Regions from separate parts of the Mus musculus genome. Here region 1 is linked to region 2. The links are chromatin contacts, called in public HiCAR-type maps. All regions are on one chromosome and are shown on one strand. The core of a region is the stretch at or near the end of the contact, and the rest is flanking DNA. Distances in the headings are between cores, read along the strand shown.

The links. HiCAR-type assays count read pairs that join an accessible place to other places.
Region 1: a HiCAR-type map of astrocytes shows a contact between it and region 2, with 3 times the contacts expected there. The contact joins the promoter of Ndufaf4 here to the promoter of 1700025O08Rik in region 2. A contact is called at or near these places in 3 of 39 promoter capture datasets (hippocampal neurons and liver) and 1 of 115 datasets of contacts at active chromatin or transcription factors (astrocytes).

What each region holds. Positions count from the first base shown.
Region 1 is chr4:24,895,854-24,899,812 of GRCm38.p6, reverse strand. It overlaps Ndufaf4 (NADH:ubiquinone oxidoreductase complex assembly factor 4), which reads right to left and starts at 1,730. Exons shown (of 3, transcript NM_026742.4): 1 at 1,511-1,730; 2 at 1,137-1,240. The coding sequence starts at 1,646. Gm46848 (a long non-coding RNA gene) reads left to right here and starts at 1,691. Exons shown (of 3, transcript XR_001784261.2): 1 at 1,691-3,123.
Region 2 is chr4:22,937,021-22,940,698 of GRCm38.p6, reverse strand. 1700025O08Rik (RIKEN cDNA 1700025O08 gene) reads left to right here and starts at 2,264. Exons shown (of 2, transcript NR_169002.1): 1 at 2,264-2,572. It overlaps Gm30886 (a long non-coding RNA gene), which reads right to left and starts at 2,124. Exons shown (of 3, transcript XR_390437.1): 1 at 2,031-2,124.

The DNA.
Region 1 (3,959 bases), core at 481-2,980, 2.0 Mb before region 2:
CTGGCACCTATTTGAAGAGGTTAAACTGGTCACTTCAACAGACTAAATACCAAGTATAATATCAAATAAGTATCTTTACACAAAAATCACACACACACACACACACACACACACACACACACTCACATGCACCTCATACTTAGCATAAATGGGAAACCCTCCTTCCAAGTATTGCTGAGCTTAAAAATAATACACTATGGCCAACAATCAATGTATCTTTATTGTGTGAAAATCTGGTACTAACTAAATCCTACTGTCACTATTAAATTATGAATATTATAGAAGTAGCTGTAATTGCAGTCTTTTGCTCAGTATTAGATAATACAAAAAAGTTTTGTAATGAAAACAAAAAACAAAAAAAACTTTGAGGGCTGTGGCTGGTACTTCCTCTTCATTTAATCTAATTCTTTGCCTTCCAGGCTGCAACTTCAATTTGCACTCCAGGCCCAGGGTTAAATGTCACTTCCTCAGAAGCAGCCTTTCATCTTCCCCAGCCCGTAATTACATTATAGTTGTACAGCTGCTCATCCACGGAATGGTCTGTGGTCCGCAACGTACCATGGGCCTCAGAGAGTAATTACTGTTTTAATCACTACACACAACACTTACACCTGACACAGGAGACATACCCATCATTCCAGCATGCTATATTAACTTACATATAATATTACATATCCTGTTGGGACACATCCTCAAAACTATGAACGTGCCCCCACTCCAAACCCCCAAACACTGAGGTTGTCATTAAGAGCATCTTAATTTACAGAATATGAAATAGCTCTCAAAGTCATACTGGTCACTCAGAAAACCACTAAAAAATGCCGTAACCCAACCCTACAACTTCTGCAATAAACAATTCACACAGGTCCATCCAATCAATCCCTTCACAGGTCTTTCGGTATACCCTAAGTATACCCTAAGTATACCCTAAGTATACCCTAAGTATCGAAGGGGGTCCAGGCCTGCCTGTGTCTAGCTGTCTGTGCTCTACACTGACTGCTCCCCTCTACACACACACACACACACACACACACACACACACACACACTTTGCACTTTCACTCGTTGCCCTCTTTTTCTTGATCACTTTCTCAGACCTCCAAAATAAACTGCCAACTTAATTAACGTATACATTACCGGCAAGGCAGGCACCGGATCTTTGGAATCGACATATACATCTCTTAGCAATGACAGCAGCTTGTTATCTTTTTTAGAAACAACTTCTTCGATTTCTGGATACTCTAAGGAAAGAAAATAAGCCATAGTATCTTTTTTTTTTTTTTTTAAGGAAAAAAATCTCTAAACTCGTAAACATGTACAATATTAAAAAAAAAAATCATCTGGACATCTTGGGGCAAACACTTGGACGAGAGTCTGCGTGCAGCCTGCGCAGACGCCGGGAGAGAGCGCGGGCTGCCTTGGGCTCCGGGATTCCTTCCAGCCGCCACCACCCGGGGCCCGCGCGGGGACGACCTCAATGTCACCGGAGGCCTGGGAGGGACTGCACTCACGACTCCGGTGCTCCTGCAGGAGGTCGCGGGTAGAAGGGTGCTTGGGTGCCATGGAGGGCTTCCTCTTGCTGATCTCTCGCTCCGCTCGCTTCTCCACGTTGAAGTTCCTTAAGGCGCGGGTCACGCGAGCCCCCATCTCTAAATCATGATGCCCTTAGTTCACTACGCACGTGTAGAAGCCACCGGCACCGGTGACCTCTGTACGCACGGAGCATGCGCACACCAGGGGCCAGGCACCGGTAAAACGCCGAGGACGCGCTCGTCGCCCCCTGGTGGCCGGGAGGACGCACCCTGGACTCCGCCCCGCCCACCCTTCCGCACAGGCGCATGCGCAGACATCTGGGCGTTGTCAGGGACGCCGGCCGGCGACTCCGGAGTCTTTAAGGATGAGCTGCTGTGATCCCACGGTTGCAAAATCCCGAGTAGCCAGTGTGGAGCGGAGATCTTCCAACCTCTTCAGAGGGCAGAGCGCAGGGTCAAGGTTCTGAATTTACCTGCCCATGCTTTTGAGAAATTGAGAATATTTGTTCTCAGCCGCAATTCCATTCTAACAGCCCTTATTTTCCTGTCCCTTGCCTGGAGCTTTCTGAGCCAATTTTGTGTTGGTTTTGTTTGTTTGTTTTAACTCTTTCACTATCTTGACATACCATTTTCCTGCCACTTTGTCCCTAGTGCTATGAGTTTTAGGCTTTCCTTCCCCTTCTCTCATAAGTAGTACTAACTTGACATACTCCTCCATTAGCGCTGAATCACCGTGCTCTTCTCAGCCCCATTTCTCAGCTCTACTGCCTCTCGAGTCTCTGTAATCTTGGCAAACCCTGGTGTAACTTAACGCTGTATTTGGAAAAAGAAAAAAAAAATCTACGGTACACATTCTATCTTCCTTTCCCCTTCTCTTCCACCCACCCTTTGTCTCTTCCTTCTTTTACGTTTCCGAAAGTATTCAATGTGATTGGCCCATAGTTTTTAAAGCCCACCAGCAAGAAAATAAGTTTTCGAATTAATATTTTTCCCAGACTGTGGTTGTGAAATCTATTAAAGATTTTAGCCTGGTTGGTTAGGTGAATAGATTAGTTGTGTCTAACCAACTTAAAGAAAAAAATTAGGGGGAGGGGTTTTCATTTTTTTAAGGACTATTACTAATTAAACTGTTTCATAATAGAGAAAACACTAGAGGGGTAAAGTTCTCACTGTTGCTTATGAAACCTGTCTCTGGAGATGGGTTATGTAGAAGCTAAAACCGTGTTCAGTGAGTTAATTTGTTAGTTATCCTGAAGGTGGCAGTCTGCTCCAAGATTTCCATCTGAGAGCTTTTTAAACAAGTTCATAACTGGGTGCCTTTTTTTTAAAACCAATTTCTCTGGACATCAAGAAATGTTCCTTGGCCTCATTAAGTCTGTTCTGTGCTTTAAGAATTATAGTAGCAATTCCACTCACTGCCTGCTAAAGTATTTTAAATTTTCATGTGATTCCACCAAACTTAGGGCTACATGAAAGTAACCTTACACAAGAGTTTCGAGTGAGTCCAGGACAGCAGATAGTACAAAATTAAAGATCTGTGAATTTCTACACGCAGGAAAGCTTGGATTTGACACTGGAAGAGACAGTGGCAGGTGAGCCTATTGTTTTATCTAGCCTTGGCCTGGGGTTACTCAGACCCTTAAAGACCAAAACAAGGCAGAGAGGCTCCAGCAGAACCCACCTTTGGCTATCTTACTTTGGTAATCAGAATGGAAACAAAATCCTGGACCATAAATCCATAATTTCAGCTCTTCTTGTCAAGACATACAATGTAGCAGAAGGTCTGAACTTAAGATTTTCTTTCTGGCTTCTGCCTGAGGATTGAAGGCAGACCCTCAAGGGAAGTCAGAAGTCTGCTTTTCTCTCAGCCAAACTGAAGTAAGGTTGATAGCTGATAATGAATGATAGTGATGAACTCCAAATATCACCAAAACAGTAAAATGCTAGTTTTTGAGAAGAGACATTTTCCTTTGTTTTGTTTCGTGCTGTATGCCCAAATGGTGCCAGGACAAAGTGGGTGTTTATGCCAAGATCAGTTTCAATCATTGACTAGCATGCTCTTTCCATGTGATGGTGTTGTTGAACCTGGGAAGGCTGGAACATCAATAGGCATTATAACAAGGGTCTAGAATGCCATCTGCCTTTGCCTCGCACTCGCAGCAGTAATAGTCACCATCAGGTAGAACCTGCAAGCTTCCCTCACCATTGTGTAGCAATTTCCTCCTGGTTGAACCTTCCCTCCTAAAGCAGGAGGGATGCTTATGAGACTCAGGAAGTCAACAGAGCTTACAAATCTGGGAAAGCTGAAGGCTACATGTTAAAGAAGGCCACTGAATAGTGCTAGGGAGAGGAGGATTAGAGGTGAGGAGCTGCCTGCCCGTCAGACAAAGAGCTCCAGAATTGCTGTCTCAGTGAGCTGTTACCCAGA
Region 2 (3,678 bases), core at 1,015-3,514:
TGACCCGGAAAAGGTGCTAAGTAAGTAATGGCTCTTACAGAAAACGATAATGTTAGCAATGTTAAGAGGAATGAGGTAGTTTATTTCTCACACGTCTCAGAAGTCAAACTACATGCTTTCAATAAAAGCAAAGAAAAAAATTTAAAGATTTTTTTTTCTTAAAGTACAACAAGAACATGCTCAACTATGTGTTCTAAGGGGGCAAAATACCATCGGTCTCCTGGAAAGATGAGGGCAAAGAACTTGAGAAATAACACAAAGTCTATTAGTTGTTGTACAGTGTCACATTTAAATTTAGGAAATTGAACAGGGACAAGTTTGGTGGGAAGTTTTACTGACTGAAAACAAGAAATAGAAGAGAGGCTCAAGTATTGAAGACAAGATTGAAGAAATGGATACATCGAGCAAAGAAAATGTAAATCCTAAAAAAAATTCCTGACACAAAGAATCCAGAAAACCTAAGACACTGTGAAAAGACACAGAATGATAGGAAAAAGGAGCCAGCTCAAAGACCCAGATAAGCCTGTAAACAAAATCATACAAGATATTTTCCTTAACCAAAAGAAGGAGATACCTATGAAACCACAAGAAGTGGGAGGTATAACAAATAAACCGAGCAAGAAAGAAAGAAACTTGGAACACAATAATCAAAACACCAAATGTGCACAATAGGGGAAGAATTTTAAAAGCACAAGGGAAGAAGATCAAGAACATATAAAGACATTTTCTAGAATTACACCTGACTTCTCAATGAATCCTCTAAAAACCAGAAGGGTCTGGCCCAATGTTCTGAAGACTCAAGGAGGAAACTTATCCAAGCCAGGACTACTATATGCAGAAAGATTTTCAATTACCATAGATAGGTAAAGAAGATACTCCTCGATAAAACTATATTTAAGCAATACCTATCCACAAATCTATCCTTACAAAGTACTAGAAGGAAAACTCCAACCTAAAGAGGCTAAGTAAATCCCAAAAAAACATAGGGAATAAATAATTTCAGAGCAGAAAAGTCAAATAGTCAAAATCAGGGAAACACACACACACACACACACACACACACACAGAGAGAGAGAGAGAGAGAGAGAGAGAGAGAGAAACAACAACAAAATAATGAGAATAAACCAAAAGGTATTGCATATTGATATCTTTCAAAACCAATGGTCTCAATAACCCAATAAAATGACACAGACTAACAAAATGGATGCAAAAACAAACAAACAAAAGAGAATTATTCTGCTGCATACAAGAAACACTTTCTCACAATGTTTGTGTTGGGAGGTCACATGGTTATAAAAACCTCTCTCTTAACTACCAATACATTAGACAACTTCACAGTCAGTGAGAAATTTAAAAGGAAAAAAAAATGGTGACTTGAATCACTATTGATTCAGCTGCAGTCACTTTTGAAGGTTACATACCACCCAGGCTGAGTATCTGGATTTTTTTTTTTTATGCACGTCTATGTGTGCTCTTGCATGCACTCTATAAATTTATATTATTTTTATTAATTATTTCATTTATTCACTTTATATCCCAATTGCATCTCCCCTCCTCAAAGTACCCCCAAATACAACCCCTTTTCCTATGCCCTCTTCCCCTTCTGCTCTGAGCGGGGGCTGGGGGGGAGCCTCCACCTTATCACCCCACCCTGGCACATCAAGCCACTGTAGGACCACGCAATCCTCTCCCACTGAGCACAGACAAGGTAGCTCACTTGGGGGAATGGGATCTATAAGCAGACAACAGATTCAGGGACAACTCCTGTTCCAGTTGTTTGGGGACCCTCATAAAGACCAAACTGCACATCTGGTACATATGTACATGGGCACTTAGGTCTATCCCATGCTTGACCCCTGAAATAAACATTGTTAGAAATTTCTGTATCAATGCAGAATAATTTCTAAGATACATTAATGGGAGGAAAAGTAATATACTCAGGTTGGTGTTGAATTGGTTCTTGTTTATGTAGGAAAAGATAAAGAACAATAATGTGTGCTCATATCTGCTTATATTTTTTATAAAGATACCTGTGATAGACCTATATGAATCTTCAAACAAGTGGTAACCAGAGATGGAGTACAGATCAGACAATGTAATTAAAGTGAGACTCCGTCAGACTGCAGCCTCCTCAACTCATGTTGAAACTCCCTTGCAATGGAAACAGTATGCAGTGAGACATTCAGAGCATAGTGATGTCACAGGAGCCTGCCAGCATGAATGAGTCAGTGGCTGCTGTTACTGTGGGAGTGACTTACTGTCCAGTATGCTAATGATAAAGGAGAGGGAGAGATTTTGATTCCTCTGCATCTGTGAATACTGTTTTGTTCCTTCTACAATGTCATGACAAAAAGAACAGAAACTCTCCAGATGCTGCTAATATGTCCTTAACCTTCCCAGCCAGCATAAGTATGAGTCAGATAAATAATTATTATTTTGGTATGATAGGTTTCTTTCACTTTTATGTTTGTACCATAGTCTCAACCAGAAACACAGGCTACGTTGGAACTGGCTGTGGAACGAATGTTGGCTTAAAACTTACAACAGTCCTCCTACCTCAGCCTTCTGAATGGTGAGATTGAAACCATACTGTTCTATAACCACAGAAAAGGGACTAAGATAGATAAAGTGTGCTTTTATGAGGATTTTTATCTTGTACATGTGTGTACATATTAGCTTTTCTAAAAAGGAAAACATACGTTAATATCAAGGATAGACATAAGCTCTGGGTAAAAGGCTGGGAAAAGATTTTAAAACACCTAAGAAGCAAGAAGGATAGCCATCTTAATATCTAACAAAATAGCCTGCAAACCAAAACTAATTAGAAGTGAGACTAAAGGATATTGAATACTCATAAAAAAATAATGCACCAAGAGGTTTCGATTCTTAACATATACACTCCACACCTATGAAATCCAAGTTTGTAAAAGAAACACTATTACAACATAAATCACATATAGAAGTTCATATCCAACTGTCACCAATAGACAGGTCATCAAGACAAAAGTTACAGAGAAACATGTTGGGTTAAACTATATTATAAACCAAAAGGACCTAACATATTTAAAGAACATTTTACCCAAACGAAAATAATGTCTCATTTTCTCAGCATCTCATCTACCATACTCCAAACTCATCAAATACTCAGAAACAAAGCAAGTCTCAACAGATACAAGGAAATGAAAGTAAGACACTTCATCCTATCTGACCATCATTAGTTAAAGCTGGATATCAATAACAACAGAAACAACAGAAAGCTTACAAGCACATGGAAACAATTCTCTACTGAATATAAGAAAGAGAGCAAAGACATTCTAGAATTGAATAAAAAATATATTTACAACATACCCAAATTTATGGGACAAAATGAAGGTTGTTATAAGAGACAAATTCAAAGCACTATATTCAAATATATAAAAATTGGAGAGATTTCATACTAGTATCTTAACAGCATAACTAAAAGTTCTAGAACAAAAAGAAAAAAATCACATGTAAAAAAAGTATAGAGAGAAATATTCAAACTCAAGACTAAAATCAATAAAATAGAAACAAAAATCAATAAAAGAAATCAATGAAACAAATAGTTGGTTAAGAAAATCAATGACATTGACAAATCCTTATCCAAATTAAGTAAAAGGTAGCAAGAGAATACACAGATTAAGAAAATCAGAAAAGAAA